Linked DNA regions of Mus musculus: all the other regions are linked to region 1. The links are chromatin contacts, called in public HiChIP or PLAC-seq and promoter capture Hi-C maps. All regions are on one chromosome and are shown on one strand. Each heading gives the region's core, a stretch centred on a gene start, on an enhancer-like site or on the middle of the called end of the contact. The rest is flanking DNA. Distances are from core to core; before and after follow the strand shown.

Region 1 (2,853 bases), core at 50-2,549:
GTCCTAGCACTCTCACTACGTGGGCCCACATCTGCTTGGAAGTCCAGCCTCAGGGGATCTGACACCCTCTCCTGCCCTCCAAGGGCACCCACATAGATATACACATACACAGACGTATACACATAAATAAAAGTAGAAGATACAATCTTTTTTATTAAAAAAAAAGTCTCCAAGAAGCTCATTCTGAATAATTCTTAAACAGCATCAGTAGCTATTCATGAACTGGCTACATTATCAGATCCACTCTCTCCTGAAATCTCCTGCAACTTTCCAAGGTGCGCAACACTGTCTTCATCTTATAGCTGCAAGAATGAGAGTTTCCAGAAGCTGTGTGCTCTGCTCAAAACTCCAAGCTCCCGAGTGACAGATGTGGTGCTTGGCCCCTGTGCTGCCTGGCACCAAAGCTTACACAGTGTCCCCCTGCACTGCCTCGCAGCAGGTGGTGAACCCAAGACTGCGCTCTAGTCTTGGGACTCACAGCTGAAGGAACAGCCGGCCACCTCCGAGGGTCATCCCTGCCTGGAAAGAAAGTCCTGTGACTAGCTGTCTGCCTCCCATTGCCAAATCTTCCCTGATGACTTTGCTTTAAACCTTGGCATTTCATTGATTGCAGCTAAAAAAAAAGTTCTCGAACATTGTCAAAGAATTCAAACAATACTGGAGCTTCAAAAGGAAGAGAAAAATCTCCTTAACTACCGTTTCCTAACCCAGCTCTGTTCTGAGTGCAACCACTATTAACTCAGAAACCTTTTCCAGACGTTTCAACATTGTGTGTGCACATACGTGCGTGTGTCTGTGTGCATGTTGGATATTTTACTGACTTCTCACAGTTCAGTAATCTAATGTGTGGTTATTGTTGTTTTCCTAAATCATTGTCCCTTCTAGAATGCCATTTGGAACCCGATAAGGTTGGTATACTTTTAAATTAATCCTAATAGCACCTCACCAAATAAGCACCTACTACTGACTGCTTCCCAGGAGTCCTTGAGTTGTGGGAAGACAGGGCAACTGGCTGATCTCTTTATGGAGATCCCAGAGTCAGGGGGAAGGGCAGACAAGCTGTGGCAAGACACATGCTGTAGTAGAATCACAAGCAACCGGCTGAACTGCCAGGGCGGACAGAGTCCCCAGGCCAGGGAATCACTCATGTGCGGATTGTCTGGTGGCCGAGGGGGAGGGGAGAACGTGGGAGGGGGAAGGCAGGAGGCGGAATGTGGGCCGGGTCAAGTTTAGGATTACATGCACCACAGGGCGGTCTCCAGCCACGCTTTAAATAGCCAGCCCCTTCCCTGGCCCCCTGGAGAATTCTCCGACAAGACCTCAGGCAGAAACTTCACCAAGGTTCGGAATATTCTCTGCTCTTTCTCTCTTTTTCCTGTTTCTGGGCCTCAGAATGTAGGTTGGTGGGATCCATGGATTTACAACCATGATGTCCTCTGGATGGTGTTCTTGGTTCGCTCCTGGGTGTGCAGGTGCAAGCATTTTCTGCTATTCTCTTGACATTCTGAAAGGGGTGGCTCATGACTTAAGGGTGACAGAGGAGGGGTCGAGAATTCTAGTTGGAGAGGAGAATGATTGAGTTTCAGGGTGAATATAGAATTCATCTCTCCACTCAAGCCTCACAGCTGAGTCTACGCCAATGTTCCCACTGTCACAGACCAGCAAACTAAGGCTGCGTTACTCATTAACCTCAGGGGTCAGGCAGGGTGCTAGGGACGGCTGTGGTCTGAACCCGGCATGCCTGAACCCGTGCTTTCTCCACTGCTCCTGAGAAGCACGGGGCTAAGAGGCAGAAGGTTACTGCTTGGTTGCTGGAAGGGGGATGAGGCCAAGTGGGATGGCTTTGCCTCACAGGAAGGCATCCCTGTGATGGTTAGGAAGCGAGGCCAGGATCAGCATGAGGCCGAGAAGATCAGGTCAGTCAGGTGAGAAACAACACCTTGACTTTCACCTTCTTGTCCACAGCGAATTTGGATCCCACTCCCCAGCTTGTCAAATAATCAGAGATGTCTTCTATTCCTGGCCCTTTGGGCTGACTTTTCTGGTCCCTAGGGTTGCAGATAGAACCTAAGGGAAGTCTCTGGCTTGGAGAGGTTTCTGGTGAGAAGGTTCCATACTCTGAACTTGTTTGGGGGTTCGGAGAAAGCCCACCTGCTTAGTTCTCTACAAAGAGGCCACTCTAAATCAACCACAGGGCCTGAGTTACACAGTCTGAGCACCCAGGAATCACCTTAAGTTTATGTTATAGATCAAGTCCTTGGAGAAGCTGGGCCATTAGACCTTGTCTCAAAACAAACAAACAAACAAACAAACAAACAAACACAAAAACTAAAACAAAGACCTAAACAAGAGGAGCCATTGCACAAAGCGAGGAAGGAGTCACTAACATTAAGTGTGTTGATAAACCAAGGCAGCGAACAAGAGCTCATTGGTAGAACCAAAAGAGCAGTAAGTGCAGAGTGACTTCAAGTCTCCATACGATTGACTACCTAGGTGGCAACAGTGACTTGACTTAACAGAGCAGCGGCTGCAGGTATTTTATGTACCATCATTTTCTCAACAATGACAGGGTTGGTGTAGGAATTAAATGACCATGTGTGCAATGCTTAGTCCAGGGTAGCTGCTCATTAAGTTTAAAACACATCCGAATTTATTCTCAGTCTCAGTCTCAGTCTAGGATAGGGTGTTTCTAAGGTAGGGCTTCCTTTTCACGCCATCATCTTGGTTGTAACAGATTTTGATACCACTAGTGACAAAGAGAGGAAGGGAGCAGGGGAGGGAGGGAAGAAGGGCGGAGGTGGGAGAGAGGGGGAAGGGAGAGGAGAGGAGGCTAGGGAGGGAGAGGGGGAGACG
Region 2 (2,735 bases), core at 106-2,605, 1.3 Mb after region 1:
AGCTCTCTGATAGTATCTCTCAAGTGTATCTGAGTTAAATATCTATTTTTAGTTATTTGCTTTAAGTTGTTTCTTTTTTTTTTTAAAGATTCATTTATATGAGTACACTGTCGCTGTCTTCGGACACACCAGAAGAGGACATCAGATCCCATTACAGATGGTTGTGAGCCACCACCATGTGGTTGCTGGGAACTGAACTCAGGACCTCTGGAAGAGCAGTCAGTGATCTTAACCGATGAGCCATCTCTCCAGCCCTATTTGTTTTAAGTTATATCTTGAAACATAATTTTAAGCCAGTGATTCTCAATTTTTTTTTAATGCTATAATACTTTAGTATCCGAGTTCTTCACCAGACTGACTATGGTCATTGTTTTATTGCCTCATAAGACAGGAATTTTTCAGTCTCTGGTGTTAAGCTGTGACCCTAATTTTTAGTCTTTTATTTATGCATTAATAAAGATAACATACTAATAAAGACATTACAATAAAATATCTGATAAAATTTAAAATGTTTCATAGATTTATAAATGAAAACATTTTTTAAAAGCTGTTTTTAAAATGTCCAGTTTTGATTTTTTGTAAAATTCCAAAATTTTCGTTAAAGTAGTTTAAAATCTCTCAATTGTGTGTTTTTTGAAAAACAAAGTACCTTTTTAAAGAATGAAGACATGGAGCACAAACCGTAATTCTTAGAAGACAAAACCAAATTTTAACAGTATAAGCAACTTAGTGTTTTATTATAAAGGGGTTAGTTATTATAAGTTATTATAAGTGGGTTATTTTTATGTTACAAAGTTTAGTTGACAGCAAGAAAAGTTCTTGTATAAGAACGCATGGAGATACAGCTTAAATACCTCCTAGTTTTTTCTATAAACTTGGTTTTTAAGACAGATCAGAAATTATATAAAAATCTTATTCCAATTTAAAAGTATCTTTGGAGACCCGTTTCCTTGGCTGGTCCATCCCATGTGTTGGACAATGGCTCCAACCCTGAGTTACTGGTTTTAAGTTAACTTTTTGGTACAGATACTAAAAATTTTTAACCATATCCAACGACTTATGAGCCAATGATCTATAACCAATACATACAGAACACAGAACAGTCAGAAGCAAACACGCACTGGCCACATACATTTATACATTCAAAAACAGACAAAACTTCCCTTACTTCTTCCTGATCTGATTTCAAGGGAGGAGCGCCTTGCTGTTGCTGCCTGCAGAATCCAACGCTCATGGGCACCGTGGTTCTGTAGCGGGAGTAGGCACCGGCTTCCTGACCACAGAAAGCTTAAGAGCTGCTGGTTTCGCTTTTAGAGAAACTCGAACAGCTAGATCAGGCGGCAGGGGTTTGCATCAGGCGAGCAGGAGGCGGGGCTTTACCAGCAGTGCAGGACTCTCAGCTGCAGGCACAGTGCCAGTTTATCAGTTTTTGTTGTTATTATTATTGTTGTTGTTGTCCCGATTCGGCCGCTTCCCCCCACACCCCCCCCCGAAAATCCTTGAGATGGGTAAATACTAAGAGGTGAACAACCAGCAGATGAACTTTGGCCCGTTTTTCCAGATATAAAACACAGAGCAACATTCAAACTAAATGAAACCACAGACACAGACTGACAGACATGGGCAATCCAGCATGCCCAGAACCAGAAGCAAATGTTCCCTCAGTGGAAACCAGTGAAAAGCGGGCCGTCTCCTGTCCTCCTCTGACCCTCGGAGCAGTGCTGCGTCCACTTTCTCCTTTCTTGGGTCCTAGAGAGGCTCCACCAGAAAGCAGAATACAGGCTCACCTCCGGGAGTCCAGATGACTGAAAAACAGTCCGAGGTGCTGCTAATTCAGCTTAAGGGCTCAAGTAGGTTAGCGTTTGGTATCCAAATGTTAGGGTGTAAAAATCTAAAAATAAATAAATAAATAAGTCTGCCAAGTTATCCCACAAATTAGGATCTAGGGATAGAAGTCTTCCCTAGGAACTTGTCTTTGTGGTACATTCATCCTGTTCCTACTGTTTGGTTTATTCGACTGTGGTGGGAGACTTGCCTAGCAATCATGTCTCAACTTGCCAGACAGGATGTCAGTTCAACACTGAGGTCTTGGGAACTTAAACTTATTTGACCTCTGTTCAAAATGAAAGTTTTATTCAAAATGGCTTCAGTCTGGTCCCTTCTCTTTCTTTCTTTCTTTCTTTCTTTCTTTCTTTCTTTCTTTCTTTCTTTCTTTCTTTCTTTCTTTCTTTCTTCCTTCCTTCCTTCCTTCCTTTCTTTTTTTCTTCCTTCCTTCCTTCCTTCCTTTCTTTTTTTCTTTCTTTCTCCCCCCCCACCCCGCCAGACAGGGTTTCTCTGTAGCCCTGGCTGTCCTGGAACTCACTCTATAGACCAGGCTGGCTCAAACTCAGAAATCCACCTGCCTCTGCCTCCTGAGTGCTGGGATTAAAGGTGTGGGCCACCACACCAATATCCTTTCAACAAGGTTTTTACTATTTTTCTCTTCTTTTCTTCTTTTTTTCTCCTACTTTTTGAGACAAGATTTCTTTATGTGGCTCTGGCTGTCTATAACTCTCTATATAGACCACGCTAGCCTCAACTCAGAGTTCCACCTGCCTCTGCCTCCTGAGTGCTGGGATTAAAGGTGTGGGCCACCCCACCAATATCCTTTCAACAAGGTTTTTACTATTTTTCTCTCCTCTTCTTTTCTTTTCTTTTCTTCTTCTTTTCTCCTACTTTTTGAGACAAGATTTCTT
Region 3 (2,754 bases), core at 239-2,738, 1.0 Mb after region 1:
ACCACCCCTGCCTCTCTGCACATACCCTCTGAAAAGTTCTCAGAATTCCAAATACCACCACAGAAACTATCAAACATATTTGCCTTGTGCTCTAGCAGGGACTAGCAAAAACCACGTCCCCTGTCAGAGCACAAGGCAAATATCATAGCCAGCTGTTGTGGACAATCTGAAGCAGCCCCAAATCCCACACCTGGGATCAAAATGGAAATATGTTCTTAAAATTGTTTTCTGTGTTAAAGAAGCCAAAATTCCAAAATTCTCACTACAGACCATCACAGAAAACCATGACAGGACACGGTGCAGAGATCAGCAGGTGGTGAGGGGCCTAGCCACAGTGGCTACCTCTACATCACAGCTCCTGCATCTATGACTCAGGACACATAAAAAAAGAGGGGGGCTGGAAAAACCGTAAGAGCTGCAATACCAGGATGTCTGGTGTGAAACAGTCTCATAGAAATGGTGGCAAAAACAAGATCTAAACAATGGCGATATCAATATGCTAACAGAGAAGTGAGGCTATGCCATACAAAGTGATCATCCTTGAAATCATGTACATACAAACATAAACAGATTCAGCAGGTTGTAGTGTATCTATGCAAATATTTGTAACTATAACAATTAAAGAAGATGAGACCATCAGTCTGAGTGGGGGACATGGGGAGAGCTGGGTGAAGGGGCCTTCGAAAGAAATGGAAGAAGGAAAAAGTCAGAAGAAGGGGAAGTAATTATACTTTAATTAAAATGTATTAAAACTTTTAAGTTAACTTTTTTAAAAAGTATAGGACACTACGGTGTTAGCAGTTTAAGCACAGTTCTACCTCTGACATGAATCCCTATCTAAGCAGAGTGAGGGAGGTGCATGCAAAAGCACGTGAGAGTAAAAGGGGCATGAGCAGCTAAAGCCAAAAGAAACTTCAGAGGAAGAAATGAGTAACCTGGAGAGCGAATCCAGGAAGCCGCAATTGTTTCAAACCAAGCTCTAAGAACAACTAGGGCTTGAGAAGTGGATAATAAATCCAAGGAGTCTTCAAATGACCTTACCAAAGGCACAAAGACACGGGTCCCCCCAAACTGAAGTACAGGCTAGAGGGCCGGCACACATAGGGCAGGCGCCTTTGATATATGCCTTTGACAGTATGCTTATCTAGCAAGATGCCACAATAGGAAAATTCATTGCCCAGGTAACAGTAACAATAGTTATGTCCCGAAAGAATTAGAAAATTCTGAACAAAGAAAATCAAGACAGGCAGGACCTATAACATTCCACTGTCTGGGTAGCAGAGTCAACTGCAAACCAGAAGCGAGCCCAGCCGACTGATGGCTAAACAGCGCCTCACAGAGGCCACCAAGGTAGCAGAAGAGTCCTAGAAACTACAACTCCCAGAGAGCTTCGGGCGAGGGAACTACAACTCCCAGCAAGCCCAAGGAGCGACACTCTTTGTAGTTCCACAGATCGCCCTCACGTACTGTCTTCAGACCTATTGGGACACCTGGCGCATGACCCCGCGTGGATGAGGAGCGCCCGCCCAGAGTCCCTGGAGGCGGAGCTCGAACCTCATTGGTAGAAAGGCGACCCGAAAAGAAGAAACTGATCTTGACAATCTCCGAGTGATTGGAGTTGATGGGACCGGGGAACAGCGAACTAGGCTGCTGACCAATCAGCGTCCAAAAGAGAGACCAGGGAACCAAGGTTCTGCGGTCACACGCCGCGGAGTCTAGTGGGAGGAGCAGTTGCTCAGCAGGCTCTCGCTGCTTCCTGTTTCCGGCTTCTGGAGCGGGGCGCATTGAGGCGCCTAGGGAAGCGCTGGCTTCAGAGAGGAATCGAGGGACTGGGGTCTGCGCCCCCGCACCCCTGATCTCCGGACGCGTCTTCCAACCTCAGAGACACATTCTTGGGGGCTTCTGAGCCGCGGTTGCTCTGTTTTCCCGTGACACGTGAGTGTTGGGGGCGTGGAGGAAGCGGGCTGGGGTCCTCGCACACCTCTGTACTGAAGGAGGTGCGGACCAGGACTCTCGCTTGGCCGTGGTTCTGGCTGGAGATCCTGCTAGGGAGCCCTAGGGAGGACTTGAGGCAAAAGGCATGAGAACGGAGAACGCCAGACTTCTAGGAGTGAGGAAGAGGAGTTCCAAGATCAGAGAGGGATTTGAGATGTTTTGAAGGTTGGAAAAGGAAAGTGCTCATGTGTGAAGTGTTAACTGGATTCTTGTAGAGAGAATTTTGACCTGTATCGTGGGAGTAAAGTGGCGTCATGGCGTCATTTGGGGGTAAGGTATGACTTTGAGTAGATAGAAGGCGAGAATTTCCAGACTCCTGGAAGAAGTTCGAGGAAGGTCTGTTAGCATGGTGTGGAAAAGAGTGACAAGAGTGTCTTGTGTTTCTGTGGAGACTTTGAAGCACAGAACTACCTCCTTGGGGCACTTTAAACATTGGGCCTTTCTGCCAGTTGAGACTGATCTTAAACGTGTTGGCTGCAATGAACCAGGAGGAAGAAAATAAAGCCCTCCATTAGAAAATGGAAAACGGCCATGAGTGGAAAAATGCGTGCAGGGCTGAATGAGGTCAGCAGTTTCCCAACCCCTAACTTAGTCACTCGGCGTCCTATAGAGAATGTTTCAGCATTGCCACTAGATCTGTCTCTATAGAATAAGAAAGGGGAATTCTCAAGAGCCTAAGATCCTGTTTTACAGCGTCTGAGAGTTATAAGTGCTTGCACTCTGGGGATCTCTTTGGACCATGCTAAATAGGAACTGCCC
Region 4 (3,038 bases), core at 277-2,776, 1.0 Mb after region 1:
CTATCAGGTCTCCCAAGTACTATTTGGCTTGGGAATATAAAAGTCCGACCATAATTTCTGCTAGGGGCTATCTCTAGTTTCATTAGATGAATGGATTTATCTCAGGAATTAATCCCAAACAAGTAAACAAAAGTCAAAAGTCTCAACCTTGGCCCCTGAAGTGGAGTTTTCTCTGGATTCTCTTCCCAGCATCTCTACATCACTTAACTCTGGGACCGAACAAATGCCACTCCACACACGGATAAAATGAAAGAGGTACAGAGAGGGTATTCTATCAACTTCAGTCTACCTTTCTCCCCACATCTTTTGCCAAAATATCAAAGCACTAAACAGATACAGACCCATGAATCCTCAATATCAGCATGTGAAGGAAAAAAAGTGGGTAAGGATTAGAGGCAGCATGGCACAGTTGTACAGATTACTGGAGTTATCTCACTGCACTCAGAGACGTAAGACCCTGTTACTTGCAATAGAGCCTTATATAAAACACGTTCATCAATTCGATGACCCCCTCATTTCCCCCAGATAATGAAACAGAGAGGGCCAATTTTAAAGTCTTTTCACCAGGGAAACTGCCATCAAAAACCTCGCAGGCACACAAATCTATCTTAAAATCCTCATTTTTCAATGAATGTTGTGAGTTCCAGATTCAGTATAGAAAGTGAAGAGAGCACACCGTTTAGGTGGCAAACTCAATCAAAAATTAAAACTAAGAGTCAAAGGCCACCCTAAACGTTCCCACCTTTTGGGTGTGGGTGTGTTTAAGGACTCAACTGGGGAAGACGCACACCGATGGGAAGGAACTAGAAATTAATATTGAGGTAGACATACTACTGGGCCTATTGGGTCAGGTGTTGGAAGAAGTCAATACCCTTGAGTATAAAACTCTGTTGCAGTAAGAATGGAGTGAGAAGCAAGGGTTGAGGGGCGCCTCGGAAAGACTCCCAGGGGTTCTTGTTCTTCACAGAAGCGTGATTAAAAAAAAAAAAATGCATTTCCAAAGAGAAATCAAACACACCAGGAGAAAGGGGTGGATACAGTGCTGTGCCCGAAGCGAGCGGACTTGGTAAGCAGGGAAATGTATATTCTAATAGTAGGGAGCCAAGCAGGGGAGGCACAGAAGTCGAGGAACTGGGAGATCGGGGAGCCCGGCGGAGCGCGAGAAGCAGGGAGATAACCAGACAGCATGCTCGGATGGAAGGACCAAAGTCGGGGAAGGGAGAAATGAATGAGAAGCGGTCAGAGGCAACGAGGTGACGGACAGACAGCACCGAGCACAGCGAGCGCAAAGCACGAAGACCGGGACGCGCAGCACCCAAGCACCGCAAAGCGCAGCAGAGCGGGAGGCAGGAGCGCGGCTGGGGGAGGTACCTGGGCGTTGCACACGCCGAGGTGGCTGAGGAAACATCCCCGCGCCGCCGAGACCCCGGGATGCGGCCCCTCCCCGGCCCGCGGCCGCCCGGTTACCTTCGCGCCCGGCTCCGCACCCGAGTCCTCGCGGGGGGCGTCCACCTCAGGGGCGGGGGAGGGGGGGGGGGTCGCTCGGCCTCGGCGGCGGCGCGCCGCCTCCTCCCCTTCCTGGAGGGGCGGGGGCCCAGGCGCGGTGGGAGGTGCCCGGCGCGGCCGCCGCTCCCCGCCCCTCCCGCCGTCCGGGTGCTGGCCGCGCCGCGGCTCCGCCAGGCCGGGGGCTCGCGCGGGCCTGTCACTTCCTGCCCCGCCGCGAGGGTGGGGGGCCGAGGCCGGGGGGCCGCGGGCCGGCGGGGAGGGGGCTGCGGGGAGGTGCTTCCGGGGCAGCCGACCCCTCCTCCGGCCCGCCCCCTCCCCGCGCCCGCCCTCGCGCGCGTCCCTCGCTTCCTGTCGGCGCCCGTTGCCATGGCGACGCTGCTCCCCGGCCTCCGCGCTCTAGGCCCGAGTGGGGTTTTTTTTGTTTGTTTTTCTTTTTCTTTTCTCCCCCTGGCTCTGGCTCTCTTTCTCCTCCTTTCTTCCCCCCTTCTCTCTCTTCGAATTCCGCTCGCCGTCTGAAAGCAGACGTCTAAGAAAGCGCTGGCCTCTAGAGGGGGACTCACCTCGGAGAAGAGAGGGAGATGGGGAGAGGGGAGGGAAGTGACGTGAAAGGGGGGGAAAAAAAGAAGGTATTTTCTGCAGCTTCTGGGAATAGGGGCTCGAAAGAAAGGATCAAAGGGACCAGCAGGCACAGAGGGAGGAAGCGGAGCAAAGACCCTTGAGAAACGACGGCCTGTGAAAGGAAATAGAGCAAAGGGAAGGGAAGAGGAGAAAAGAAAAACTTTGAGATAGAGGGAACGGCGAGAGAATGCTGAGTGTTTAATCCCTCGCCCCAACTCCAAGAAGGCGGGAAACAACGCCGCACAGAAACTGAACCCGTTAGAAGCAGCAGTTCATTAAAAAGCAGGAACCTGAAGCAACTTGCTTTGAATAATACTTAAGTCTGTGACGTCAGGGTTGATTGTGTGCTTCGGAATCTCTTTAAGTCACACGCACACGTGAAAGAATCACAACGCCCAAAACAATGGAAAAGGCGGGGTGTAAAGAGATGAACAATGGTGCTGCCTTTGGGAAGGCTGAGCATATGGTGGGGGAGGCCCGTTTTATTTGCAACACAAATTTAACAGGATTTAATTATTCTCAGTCTCTCAGAGCTCTTAGAACACCTACTGTGTGCTGGCCACTCTTGGAAGCTTTTTTTTTTTTTAAACCAGAGCATTGTTAGCAAAGACAGCTGCTCTCCTTAACCTTTTACCTGCCGTAGGGTGTTACCTTGTGATAATAGCTGGGATTTGTATCTTTTGCTAACCTCAGCCATAATTAGTTGTTTTCTTGAGCCCACTCTAGATTGAAAACCCAGGTGTAATTAATTTGTATTTAAGGGGGGGGGGGGGGGGAGAGGCATTCTCATTATAAATTGATGCATTTGTGTTTGTTTCAACTCCCTCTCTTAATTGGTATAGCCAGATCTCCGTAAAGTAAGATCTTTAGGAGGCTTCTAGGAACCTGTTAAACGGGTATGCAAATCCCAAAGG

The links. Promoter capture Hi-C pulls out the DNA fragments that hold promoters and counts their contacts. HiChIP or PLAC-seq counts read pairs in DNA pulled down with a chosen protein or histone mark.
Region 2: a promoter capture Hi-C map of hippocampal neurons shows a contact between it and region 1, with 3 times the contacts expected there. The contact joins the promoter of Apobec1 here to the promoter of Slc6a13 in region 1. A contact is called at or near these places in 2 of 39 promoter capture datasets (hippocampal neurons and liver).
Region 3: a contact with region 1 is called in an H3K4me3 HiChIP or PLAC-seq map of stem cell-derived neural progenitor cells, with 5 times the contacts expected there. The contact joins the promoter of M6pr here to the promoter of Slc6a13 in region 1. A contact is called at or near these places in 14 of 39 promoter capture datasets (the 3T3-L1 cell line, 3T3-L1-derived adipocytes, the SN4741 cell line and 8 more), 1 of 484 Hi-C or Micro-C datasets (embryonic stem cells) and 3 of 115 datasets of contacts at active chromatin or transcription factors (embryonic stem cells, pro-B cells and stem cell-derived neural progenitor cells).
Region 4: a contact with region 1 is called in a promoter capture Hi-C map of liver, with 2.2 times the contacts expected there. The contact joins the promoter of Phc1 here to the promoter of Slc6a13 in region 1. A contact is called at or near these places in 5 of 39 promoter capture datasets (cranial neural crest, frontonasal cranial neural crest, hippocampal neurons and 2 more).

Annotation. Positions count from the first base shown.
Region 1 is chr6:121,298,989-121,301,841 of GRCm38.p6, forward strand. Slc6a13 (solute carrier family 6 (neurotransmitter transporter, GABA), member 13) reads left to right here and starts at 1,300. Exons shown (of 15, transcript NM_144512.3): 1 at 1,300-1,341.
Region 2 is chr6:122,601,089-122,603,823 of GRCm38.p6, forward strand. It overlaps Apobec1 (apolipoprotein B mRNA editing enzyme, catalytic polypeptide 1), which reads right to left and starts at 1,356. Exons shown (of 8, transcript NM_001134391.1): 1 at 1,169-1,356.
Region 3 is chr6:122,307,232-122,309,985 of GRCm38.p6, forward strand. It overlaps M6pr (mannose-6-phosphate receptor, cation dependent), which reads left to right and starts at 1,489. Exons shown (of 7, transcript NM_010749.7): 1 at 1,489-1,935.
Region 4 is chr6:122,338,131-122,341,168 of GRCm38.p6, forward strand. Phc1 (polyhomeotic 1) reads right to left here and starts at 1,527. Exons shown (of 16, transcript NM_001355215.1): 1 at 1,468-1,527; 2 at 342-350. The coding sequence starts at 345.